Linked DNA regions of Danio rerio: region 2 is linked to region 1. A link is a contact called in public Hi-C data. All regions are on one chromosome and are shown on one strand. Each heading gives the region's core, a stretch centred on a gene start, on an enhancer-like site or on the middle of the called end of the contact. The rest is flanking DNA. Distances are from core to core; before and after follow the strand shown. Region 1 holds the start of ing5b (inhibitor of growth family, member 5b). Region 2 holds the start of LOC137488017 (SLIT and NTRK-like protein 3).

Region 1 (6,107 bases), core at 2,226-4,725:
AGCTGCAGTCTTAATAATGAGGTCAGTGGATATGCGAGATGTACTTGACTCAAATCGGGCATCAGAGGTGTCTTTGGCTGAGTTTGATCGAGCTCCTTTATATAATAAATATTGAAGTTCTCCACTTGAATGTCTTCTGTACCAATATAGACGTACATATTCATTATTTGAATCATAAGAGCAGCTCAGCTTTACAGACTCTCGTTCTGTTCTGATGACTTTGCTCCCACTGTTTGGCTCAATTTTGTCCACAGCCGTCACATCTGCAAACACTGCACACAATATAAACACATTTTGTAATATGCTACATGTTAACAATAAAGATGTGTCAGGAAATCATTAAAATATTAATAATGGTATTAGAAATTAATAAATTACACACCTGATGCCATGAGAATAATCAATAGCATGCATTTGTTCATGGTGAATGAGATCAGATGAGTTGTGTATTAATACTCTCAATATGATCTTACTGTGTGTTACTGATGCGTTCTGCTGTTCAGTTATGAAGATGTTCAGGAACTTCCTGATCTGTGAGAGTGAAACCAATTCAGTTTTTTAACCATCATTGCCCGTCTGATAGTACATAAGACAAAAGAAATGCACATTAATGCATAATTGCTGAATAGAAATAATATTTTCTTTAAAAACATTGCACTGACCCACTGTTATTTAAATATGAGTGTTCGGTAAGTACTGTACTTACCACTGGATTTGATAGATGCATTTGGAAAAGTGGCAGAAGGTTGATTTTTTCAGATCTGTTGAACTGCATCCCAATCATCACAAATACTGCATAAGATGTATTGGAACCTGCATGGACCCAAGATTCTCACAAAAATCAGTCAAGTTTGGTGAGGGAAAATAATGGTTTGGGGTTACATTCAGTATAGGGGTGTGCAAGAGATCTGCGGAGTGGATGGCAACATCAACAGCCTGAAGTATTAAGACATTTGTGTTGCCTATTACATTACAAACCACAGGAGAGGGCAAATTCTAATGAATTTGATGAAGATGAAGGATGAGGCAGAAGATAAAACCAAAGAATCTTGATGAACTCGGAGAGTCTGCAGGAACACGTTCTTTGCCATTCCAGATGATTTTATTATTAAGTTATTTGAGTCATTGCAGAGATGTATGGATGCAGTCCTCCAAGCTCATGAGAGTCATATACAATATTAATTCTGTTTCCACTGCACCACAGCTTTATATTCTATACTGTACATTATTTCTGTTCAGTGAAAAGACTTTTGTCAGACCTTACTGTCCTTATTAAATAATTATAAATCAAGGCATGATCATATATTATTTTGGTAAAATAAGCGTAATCTAGAGGCCTTTGCCTTTCATAAAAGCCACTTCTGATACCAACTGTTCAACTAGAAGACAGATAGATAGAGAGATCTAGATTTAAATTCAGAATTTAATCAACCCAAACTACAACAACTTTCCTAAAACAAATAATTATCTTTTTTTTTTAATCTAAACAGTAATTAACAAAGTAGCACTGCATAACGTATTAATAATTATACAACTAGACAAGAACATCACCAGCACTGAGAGAATATGTCTGTTCTGTTGTTTTTGTATGTGGTTTGACTTCAGTTTCGTCACTGTGGGCTTCAGGGCACAGTAATACACAGCAGAATCTGATGCACGCAGATCCTTGATCGTCAGAGGAATTGATAATGCAGATGTGTTGAGTTCTGCGTTAAATCTCTGCTTAAACTCTTCATTAGTGTCACTAGATCCAGAAAGTCTCATCAGCATGTATTTTGGGGATCCATTCGTCATCTGTTGGTACCAGAGGAGGTTTGGATATTGAGTGCTGGACGCTTTGTACGTGCACTCAAGAGTGATTGTTCCATCTTCATAAGCTGTCATAACTTGTTTGGGCTGTATTACATTGTCCTGTGCTTTGCATCCTGTACAATAATAGATAAATCATTGTCTACAAGAGCATAATAACTTAGGCAAAAAAATATAATTCAAGAAAGTCGAAATACATACCTAGGATAAAAGCTGTCATGAGAAGTATATCACTGTAGCAGAGCGCCATATTTGCAGTGTTAAAATTATGCTAAATATAAGAGATGTTCACACGAGATTAAACACCTATGCTCTACTTACTGTTTTCATTTCTAACAAATGGTAAATACAAACCCTGGGAGGAGTCAGGCTTTGCTTTTGCCTCTCAGAGTAACTTGTATTTTCAAATATATTACTATTCTAACAAAAACTGTATCCTAATCAGGCTTCTAAAGACTATTTAAGCAGATTCTTGGATTTACAGAGTATTTAGATTTGTATATATTTTGATTTACATGCCATTAATGATGATGAAATAAACTACCAGCTTGTTCCAATAGATATAAATATATTACCTCATTTGTACATTATTTAAATTTTTAACCCTACATTTAACTGTAATTTAATATTTTTGTATTGTATATCCCTGCTGAAAAATCCAGCTTAAACCAGCCTAGGCGGGTTGGCTGGTTTTAGCTGGTCGACCAGCCTGGTTTTAGAGGGGTTTTGGCCACTTCCAGGCTGGTTTCCAGCCATTTCCAGCCTGGTCTTAGCTGGTCAGTCTGGAAAATGACCAGCCAAATCCAGCTAAAACCAACTTGACCAGCCTGGTTTAAGCTGGACATAGCTGGTTTTGGCTGGACTCCCAGCTTGGCTAGGCTGGTCAAGCTGGTTTTAGCAGGGATTTGGTTGTAATGTCTACATTTATGCCTGTGATCTGGCATCCTCTAGTTTTTGCATGAGGGCTGTGTGGGATTTTGTCACTGTGGGTCTTTGCTCACAAAGAATGAATTTGTCTTACATATTTCATCTTAAACTTCGTATATAATCCATTCTTTGGCCGTCCCTCCATGTCCAATGTCCATGTGTAGTACTGACACGATAAAATGCCAAATGCAATCACTTTAGTTGATCTTTAAACTTTGCTTATCATTTCAGGCATGGATATGAAAGATAACTCAGACGGCACTGACACCTTGTGGTAAGAAGTAAGTCATGTATTGTGGATTATCACGTCATTGTTTTGTCCCTCGCTTATTACAAATTATTTAAAATATAAAAGGTTGCTGTTTGTAACAAGAAACATACAATATAAAAAACTTAAAATTGCTTCGTACCTACCTACCATTAAATCATGCAGCTCCTTCACGGTAATATCTATAGAAGGGAAATGATCTGAGGCTACTGGGCATGCGCGAATCAATATGCCATACTTTTTTGACATTTAACAGGAACAAACAAATATTTTTATAATACTGGGAGTGGTAGACATTAATAAAATACAATTTATGGGTAATTTAATGAGTAAAAGAAAAAAACAAAGTGAAACAAAACTCCACTACGCTAGATGGCGTTGTAGAGCAAGTTCTTGCTTGCTGCACTGCAGATGAAGACGCTGCCCTACAAATATATGATATATAAATCATGCGGACAGTCTTATGTGTTCACTTTATGCCAATGTGGTTGATCCTTTTTATGTAAACATCTAATAATCTGCACAGCCACACCAGCAAAGCAAACTCAACGCGCGCTAAATAAACCTCCGCACACGCCTTCCTGCGGTGAAAAGTTTGTACCAACAAAAATGGCGAAAGGAATGTACTTAGAGCATTATTTGGACAGTAAGTTTCGTAATAGAGATTCCTCTAAACTTCTTGACCTGTTTTACTTACTGTCGAGTCGTTTGAATGCGATAAATTCTCGAAAACACCAGGCCATGTTGGGGTGTTGTTAAGTTTCAGTATCACAAATGTATCATTGTCTTTTATGGTAAATGCTAATCGAGTGCCTGAATGGTATTTTGTATCTTGTAGACCTTAACTTTAATGTATTCGTGCATGGTATTGCTGTTCAGGCAATGTAGGTAAACAATTTGCAGCTTTGCAGGGTTTTAAATGTATATTTTTAATCACACCAGGCATTGAGGGTCTTCCCTGTGAGCTGCAGAGAAACTTCTCTTTGATGGAGGATTTGGATAAAAGAACAGAAGGTATGGCTGAATGCAGTAGCTATACTACAATGCATTGAACACTAACTTTTACGTGACTAATTTAAATTCTTTTGTTTACAGCGAAAAAAGCAGAGATAAGTGAACTAGCTTCCGAGTATATTGAAAAAGTGAAAAATCTGGCATCTGAGGAGCGTGTCCAGCATTTAAAGAAGATTGACAGTGCATACAACAAATGCAAAGAGTTCAGCGATGACAAGGTTCAGCTCGCAATGCAGATATATGAAATGGTGAGGTCCAGAGTTCTCAGCTTAAAATCCACTTTTAGCACTTGATGCATGGGGCAAGGCAAGGTAAAACTTTATTGTCCCAGTTAGTGAAATTTGTCCTGGGCTCTTGCCCTCAGCTGCAGTCATGACATGCATAGAAAAACAATAAAAGCATACAAAAAACAGATAAGTGTATAAATAAATAAATCTACTGGGTGGGCCATTTATATGGATATACCATAATAAATTGAGAGTGGTTGTTGATATTAACGTCCTGATTGTGGCACATTAGTATATGTGAGGGGGCTTGTACATAACATATGAAAGAATAAAGTTACGTTAAAGCCAAGCACACCGGTGTTTTACTTGTGAAATTCACAATACGTTTTATTGAGGTGTATCCATATCAATGGCCCACCCTGTATAGCCCCACCTCCATATATGCACATTAATGTATAAATACAGAGACTTTCAGTCTAAGCCAGCACTATTTAATAGCTTAACGCTCACCAAATAAAAAGAGATTTTATATCTGTTTAATCTACAGCAAGGTATCTAAACCTTTTCCCCGAAGTTAACAACTCATACTCATTATGCAGAACATGTCATAAATCACAAACGATTTGTTTAGCATCTCCTAATGTGTCCTGTTCATAAATCTGCTGCAGTGACATCTGTACTGACACACCAGTAAAGTAAAAACAAATGAATTTATATTTCCAGGTGGATAAACACATTCGGCGCTTGGATGCTGAGCTAGCACGCTTTGAGAATGATCTGCAGGAGAAACTGGACTCGGGCAGCCAGGATAGCTCTGATGAAAAGCAATCCAGAAGTAAGTCTTCATGAAGATATTGAGACAATTTATCCTTTAAAGAAGAAAAATTAACTGACAAATTTATTGTTTCAGAAGATAAGAATATGAAAGATAAGAGGGGATCTCATGCAAGAGACAAGAAAGCATCAGATCAAGACTCACCCAAGCAGAAAAAAATGAAAAATGGGTAACTGATTTTGATTGGATACATGAATTTGATTGCCAAACCAGCCTTTCACTTGAACTCTTTTCTTTTGACTTTTACAAATTTCAGTCCCAACATAAGTGAATCTCTGCTTGCAATGCACCCATCAGATGTCCTGGATATGCCTGTGGACCCTAATGAACCCACATACTGTTTGTGTAGTCAAGTATCATATGGAGAAATGATTGGATGTGACAATTCAGATGTGAGTAATAAATATTATTATTTGTTTTAAGCCATTGTTTAAAAAATGACAGTTATTTTACATGTTAATTCGAAATAGATTTATGCTTTATGAATAGATTTATGCTTCATAGTTTTTGTTATAGTGGCAATCAACTTTTTATTACATAGGCATTGTTAATAACATTACATAAAATTATTTTACTGTTAATATGCAAAAGTATGATTTTTTTTTTCCAACAGTGTCCAATAGAGTGGTTTCATTTTGCTTGCGTCGGCCTAGCAACCAAACCAAAGGGCAAATGGTAAGCTAATTTACATAATTTCATACTACTTGTAATTGCCCACTCCACATACTGATACATTTAAAATTGCAGTTACCATGGTTTGTGTTTTCCATTTACAGGTATTGCCCACGATGCACCCAAGACATGAAGAAAAAATAGTATATGTTCACAATCTACCTAGAATCAAATGTGTGCCGCAAATATACCTTGTGTCTTTCTTGCATTACACCTCATTTAGTGGGAATCAATTGACTTTATCCATCTGTGCCTTTGCTATGATGATAACTATGAATGTAACGGGGAAGAGGATTGCATGTATTATCCAGTTGGTGGCAGCAGAGTGTTTCTTTTCATTTGGCTCTAAAAATAA
Region 2 (6,584 bases), core at 1,698-4,197, 220 kb after region 1:
AAAACTCAAATTTAATAGGATTTCTATGCTTGAAAAACACTTTTGTAAATTTAATTTGGTTAAGAGAACAAAATGGATCAGGTTGAATATCTGACTATTATATATTACACTACAAAACTTCTACACTGTGGACAACCACTGCTGTAATATTACAATAACATTAATACCGATTGACCAGATGACCATCTTTTGTTCAATCTTTTTGTAAGACTACTCTGGATAAGTGGGGCATAATCGCTTAATCATTGATCATTATGTGCATATCCATCCATTTTTAAAAATCAGCAGTTAAAATCCATGTTAAGGTCTAAGACAGAATGACATATAAAGCCATTGAGATATTCAGTTTATTATCTTTTATGTTATATTATTCATTTCAAATAGGCATGTTTATATTACTTGGAGGTTTGAATGTTTTCAAGGGCATGCTTTTATTATGCCTCTCATAAATAAATGTTTGTACAATGGCTTTCTTGTCTGTTTGTTTTTTTCCAGTTCGAGTGCTTTTCTGGCCTAGTATTTCCTTGTCAAAAGCATCTTGTTAAAACGTGAAACGCACCAGACCCGAAATCAAAATGTTGTGACACAGCATTTCACAAAACAGGAGGAGCACTCTAAGGGAAATCGCCTCTTATCATGTGAAGCATCGTACTTGAAATGCTAAAAGATCACATCAAAGCAGCCACAGTAAATGAAGCAGAAAATACGCCATGACCAGAGCTCCCCCTACTGACAGAGAGAGGCACAGCCATCCAGTGCTAAACAATGCAAACCTGTTCACAGGCATGAAATACCCACACAGGATTAGACAGGCAATCCAAAGATTATGATTATCTCCACTGCAAGAGCTTTCGAATGGCAAAATATAGAAACAATTAACCAGAATTAAATGACTAAACACAGATTACCTGTTCTAAACATCAGCATTTAAGAAAAAAAGGCAATTTTGTTCATCCACAGAATTCATTAAACGCATCACATACAACTCAGACACATCTAATCCACCATAGGAGCAATGATGCGACAGAAAACACCTCGTAACCTGCTCTTAACACTTGATTCTGTAATCATGACATTTCAGCTTACCAGCGCTGTTCTTCATCTGGTTGTCATGGATGCAGTATTTAGCAGCCTCTTTTCACAGGGTATCTGTAGGTAATTAAACGGCAAGGAATGAAAGTTCAGAAGCACACTTAATCTATGCCTGTGCTGTTATATTAGTGTACTGAATGTTTAATATAGGCTGGTCAGCAAGACATATTGAAGCCAATTAAAATAAATAGGCTATTTCATCATACAAGATTTGTGAGCTGACTGAAATGCACAGTCGGGGTTATAATAGCAAAGATGAGTCTGATACGTTTTATTACACTTGCAAAGATTACTTGCTCGCAATATTGCATATTGTGTGCTAGCCACCTCAGTGATTTTGGAATTAAACAATGTGTAAAGCACCCCAGCAAGCATTTTTTTTTTAAAGATGTCTAACAGACGTCAAAACATAGTCATATTGGCTAAATCAAATCTAAATTTGGGCTATCAGTGTAAATCTAATAGACGTTTAAGAATGGGCCAAAACTAGACTAATCCTCAAATGAACGACTACACATATAAAGTCTGTCTAATCTGTCTATTTGACCACTAGTCTAGTTTTGGGCTATTGTTAGATGTCTATTAGATTTTCACTGACACTGACAGCCCAAGTTTGGCCTTGTTTTAGCCAAGCTGTTATCGTTTAGATGTCTATTAGACGTCTATTGAACATTATTGTTTGCTGGGACCTTGTTTTGAATGATGAAGCCTGATATTTGGTACATTAGTTTCTAAGGCCTCTAATTTATAAGCTTGATAAAAAAAATAAATAAAAAAACAGTATAATAATACAAAAAACAAACATCCTCATTCAGGTTGTTCAAATATGATATATGAGGAATTGTATCAGTTGTCATTGACATCCATAAAACAAAAATTGAAATATTAGGGCATACTATACTAAGTCAATGGTTTACAGTTACCAGCATTCTACAAAATACATTATATGTTCAATAGGGAAAAAAAATAATTAGTTTGTGGAAGTGAATAATTAAATTATAACAATAACAAAATTTTTTGTGGTAAACTATTTCTACAGATCACAATGACTTGATGGTCCATAGATGGTATCATGGACTCAAAATCTTGTTTGCAAAATGGGATCTGAACAAGCTGTACTAGCTGTTAATCTGTACTACCCACATTTGGACCTAATAAAGTAATTGATGTAAAGTTGGCTTTATATTCGTAAATTCCTTAATATTATATTTTTTAGAAATGTATTCTTTGCAAATTCTTATTATGTTAATCATATCAGCAGCCAAAGACTATCAAAGTACAACATTGTTTGTTCACAGTCAATTAAATAGTGCTTATGTTGTTTTGAAGTCATACTTGCATACGATCTAAGGCCGAATTATTCAAAGTACCGTTGTAAATTCTTAAGAAACTGTGTCACATATTGTCCCTGAATGAACGTGTAAAAATAAAACCAACTTTACCTTAATGATAAAGTGACCTAAAAAATTTATATAGCTTCATAAGAGAATCTGTATATTTATTGTAAGCAGGTAGGAATGCAGTCACTCATCATGAGTTAGATATGTTGTAAAGGTCTACTCAATTTTTTAGAACGTTTTCTTCATCATGTCAACCAAGCAACATCTAAGTATAGGCTATATATCTAATTTATAACATATAACACAGTAAATTAAGTCAAAGTATCATAGAGCGCACACATACACATAACTTACATACAAATTAAAACGGGTTGGGGCAACTGAAATTTGGTCACTGGCTTTCAATAAATACAGGCGTGTAACACAGACATGATGTCGTTACAAAAATAACTTAGTTTAGAAATAGGCCCAAATGTACAACTCCCACAATCTAACATCACAACAGGGAAAGCTGCTGAAGCAGAAGCAACAGCGCCACTTATTATATTCGTCTAGCAATGAAGTTATCCAATCAGAGAGTCGCGTTTTACAACGTCAGTGGCTTTTGACGAATCAATACACTTCTTGTTGCATAGACGCAACCTACCAGCGACAAGCTTGGCGACGATAAGTTCGGCTGACCCATCATCAGGAGGAAAGCAGGTATGAGACTGCGATGAAACTTGACTAACTTTGTGAAATATTACGAGGGTCTGATTGCAGATGAACCTGTCATGTTTTAGACAAATAAGTTAAGCTAATTAGCTAAACCCCATCAAACAAATCATACGTTTTTGGTTCGTTTTAAATACTGCCGTTATGTAGCGGATTAGCCACATTGTAGCTCAGGGATGATGATACAAATGTGTAGCTGTCAAAATACGTCTGTGAAGTTAAAGAACTCCTTTTGTGAAAATCAAGATCCTACATTTCAATCAAGATATTGTACATAATTTGTTTATTGTTATCGTTACATTATTTCATTTGGTTTCTTTTAGACTGGAGACAGAAAGTCAGTATTGCTCTATTCAAGGCTGCGCGTGCGTTTCCCCTGTTTTACAGCAGAGTCATAAACAGCCCCGTTCACCTCAGCCCCAGTGCTAAAATAGCGTCATTGTTCAGGATGCCCCAGACAAACAAGTTCAAATGTGCTGCAGCCAGCAGTCCGGCTCAATCTGCTGGTCCTGACCGTGGGGAACCAGTCAGAGACCCCAACGCACCTCCAGGGGACAGTGGTGGAGATGAAAACCAGGGAGACCCTCAGATTATCAAATCACCCAGTGACCCCAAACAATACAGGTAAAGTCCACGTGATTTAAAACGGTCACGTATATAATAAAATTATATTCACACATTCAGACTTTCTCCGTAATAATATAGTTTCAGAAAAGTATTAATTGCCAATTCATTCATTCATTCATTCATTCATTTATTCATTTTCAGTTTAGTCCTTTTATTAATTTGGGGTTGCCACAGTGGAATAAACCACCAACTTATGTAGCATATGTTTTTTGCAGCGGATGCCCTTCCAGCTGCAACCCATCACTGGGAAACATCCGTACACACTCATTCACACACATACACTTGGGACAATTTAGCTTACCCAATTCACCTGTACCACGTCTTTGGATTTGTGGGGGAAACCGGAGCACCCGGAGGAAACCCACGCAAACACAGGGAGAACATGCAAACTCCAGAATTGCCAACTGACCCAGCTAAGGCTCAAACCAGCGATCTACTTGCTGTGAGGCGACATCGCTACCCACTGCGCCACCACGCCACCCTTTTTGCCAATTTTATATTTTGAAATCATATCAGCAGCCAATGACTAACAAAGTACAAAATTGTTTACAGTCAATTAAATACTCCTAATGTTGTTTTGAAGTCATGCTTCCATGCTATTTCAGATAAAAAATAGCAAGTAGTGTGTGTGGTGAACCATATAGGGAGTGGAGCATTATAATGAATGAATGTTTGAAAATAAAACCAACTTTACCTCAATTATAATACACACTACCAGTCAAAAGTTTGTTGTCTGTAATATTTTTAAAATGTTTTAAAAGAATGTAATTCTGCTCACCAATGCTGCATTTGATCAAAAAATACAGTAAAACTTAATTTTTGATCTGTTGTTACAATTTTAAATGACAGTTGTCTTATTGATTGTGGTTTAAAATTTTGATTATTCCTCTGATACAAAGCAGAATTTTTATCATAATTTCTCCAGTATTCAGCGTCACACAATTCTTTAGAAATCATTATAATGATGATGATTTGTTGTTCTAAAAAAATCTGCTTTATTTAGATACAAAAGCACTAATAATAATTCTTACTGTGTTCAGTGCTGACATTTTTTTTCTCCATAGTATTGTTGAAACTGATACTTTTTAAAAATATGTTTGTCTAAAAAAGAAAGATAATAAAATAGCTTTTTTATTAATTAATTTTTCATTTTAAATGTGTTTATTTTCACTTTTCAACAATTTATTGTTATTAAAATGTATGTATTTTTATTGCATCTTTAATAACATTGTAACTACTATACTATTATATAATACTAATATATCAAACCAACAGACAATGCCCCTTTTAACAATGCAAGGCTGAAGAAAAACAGAATAAATTATTTATTTATATATATATATATATATATATATATATATATATACATACATACATACATACATACATACATACATACATACACACACACACACACACACACACACACACACACACAAATACATACAGAAATAATGAAATTATAATAAATAAATAAAAAAATAATTATATAAACAAAATTAAAATATATAAAGATAAAATAATGGTAAAATAAGAAACATAAATTAATTGAATTAAAGAAACATCACTAAAATCCAAGTAAGGCGTCCAGACTTGATGAAAAGCCTCAGTGGAAATGAATGAATTCTAAGGAATTCTAAGGGAATCATTTCCCTAATAATATTTGACCACCCTTTCAAGGATGGGTTCTTCACTGATCTAATAACAGGATTATTCCATAATAAGTGGATGTAGTCTCCCACTTTCTTCTTACATTTAACACACACTTGTGAATTACTTGAGTTAAACTTGCTACAGTTAATGTATATTTTAATAGTACTTTTGAATGATATTGTATCAGTTTATAATAAATGATAATAAAAGAAATAATAAATGTTTCTTTTTGAGCAGATCATGATACTAAAATATTTGAATTATTATGTAATGCTAAAGACTAATTATGCTTTAAAAAAATATCTGCTTTAACCCACAATTATTAATCGCATTCAATAAAATAAGAGTTAATTAATATTGCATTAACATTTCACAATTACTTATTTTTTATTGTTAAATAAATGAATCCTTTGTGAGCAGAATAAGCTTATTATAAAACTTTTAAAAAATCCTAACCTTTTTCTGCTAGTGTATATACTCTTAAAGTAACAAGTGAAACCTTTTAAAAGATCATTTTACATTATGAATGATACAGTATGTTGGCACTCGAGGATCGGGAAATATGAGATCGCTCTAGTAAAACATAAGCTCTCGTTGCATCTTTGAGTGTGTAACACAACACTGCATGTGTGTGCGGATGACTAAAGTGACCAACAGAATTTCTTTTTCTTCTTTTCATACAGATATATTGAGCTGAGTAATGGACTGAGGGCTCTGCTCATCTCTGATCTGAGCGGTTTAGATGGGAAAGCTGAAGATGAGGATGATGAAGATTCTGAAGAGGAGGAGGCGGAAGAGGAGGCAGAGGGAGAGGAAGAAGAGGGAGACTCGGGGGAAGGAACGGATGAGGAATCTGAAGAGGAAGGAGACAGTCAGGATAGCGATTTTGAGGAGCTAGATGAGGAAAGTGACCAGAAGAAGAAAAAAGGATCTGAAAAACAGGTTTGTTTTGAGATTACCATGCATGTTATTCAAATTAATTCTTCGTATTAAAGTCAGCATGAAATTAAAATGTATCTATTCATGTTTTATACTTTTTTGAGCTTTTCATCTTTATTATTCCAGGCTGTCATAATTTAATCTTTTGGTGAAGTAAATGTCTCTACTGGAATGCATTATGGATTTCTCCAATTGTTTCATCTGCATAAACTCATCCTC

The links. Hi-C and Micro-C count contacts between places; a contact is called where the count stands out from the background.
Region 2: a Hi-C map of an unstated tissue shows a contact between it and region 1, with 4 times the contacts expected there. The contact joins the promoter of LOC137488017 here to the promoter of ing5b in region 1. A contact is called at or near these places in 1 of 18 Hi-C or Micro-C datasets (an unstated tissue) and 2 of 4 datasets of contacts at active chromatin or transcription factors (caudal fin and embryo).

What each region holds. Positions count from the first base shown.
Region 1 is chr2:39,581,369-39,587,475 of GRCz12tu, forward strand. ing5b (inhibitor of growth family, member 5b) reads left to right here and starts at 3,476. Exons shown (of 8, transcript NM_001007168.1): 1 at 3,476-3,650; 2 at 3,947-4,018; 3 at 4,100-4,266; 4 at 4,969-5,080; 5 at 5,156-5,249; 6 at 5,337-5,472; 7 at 5,694-5,755; 8 at 5,857-6,107. The coding sequence starts at 3,614. The coding sequence ends at 5,896.
Region 2 is chr2:39,804,318-39,810,901 of GRCz12tu, forward strand. LOC137488017 (SLIT and NTRK-like protein 3) reads right to left here and starts at 2,948. Exons shown (of 3, transcript XR_011006882.2): 1 at 2,791-2,948; 2 at 1,087-1,149. nrd1a (nardilysin a (N-arginine dibasic convertase)) reads left to right here and starts at 3,092. Exons shown (of 31, transcript XM_689113.9): 1 at 3,092-3,134; 2 at 3,470-3,770; 3 at 6,110-6,368. The coding sequence starts at 3,595.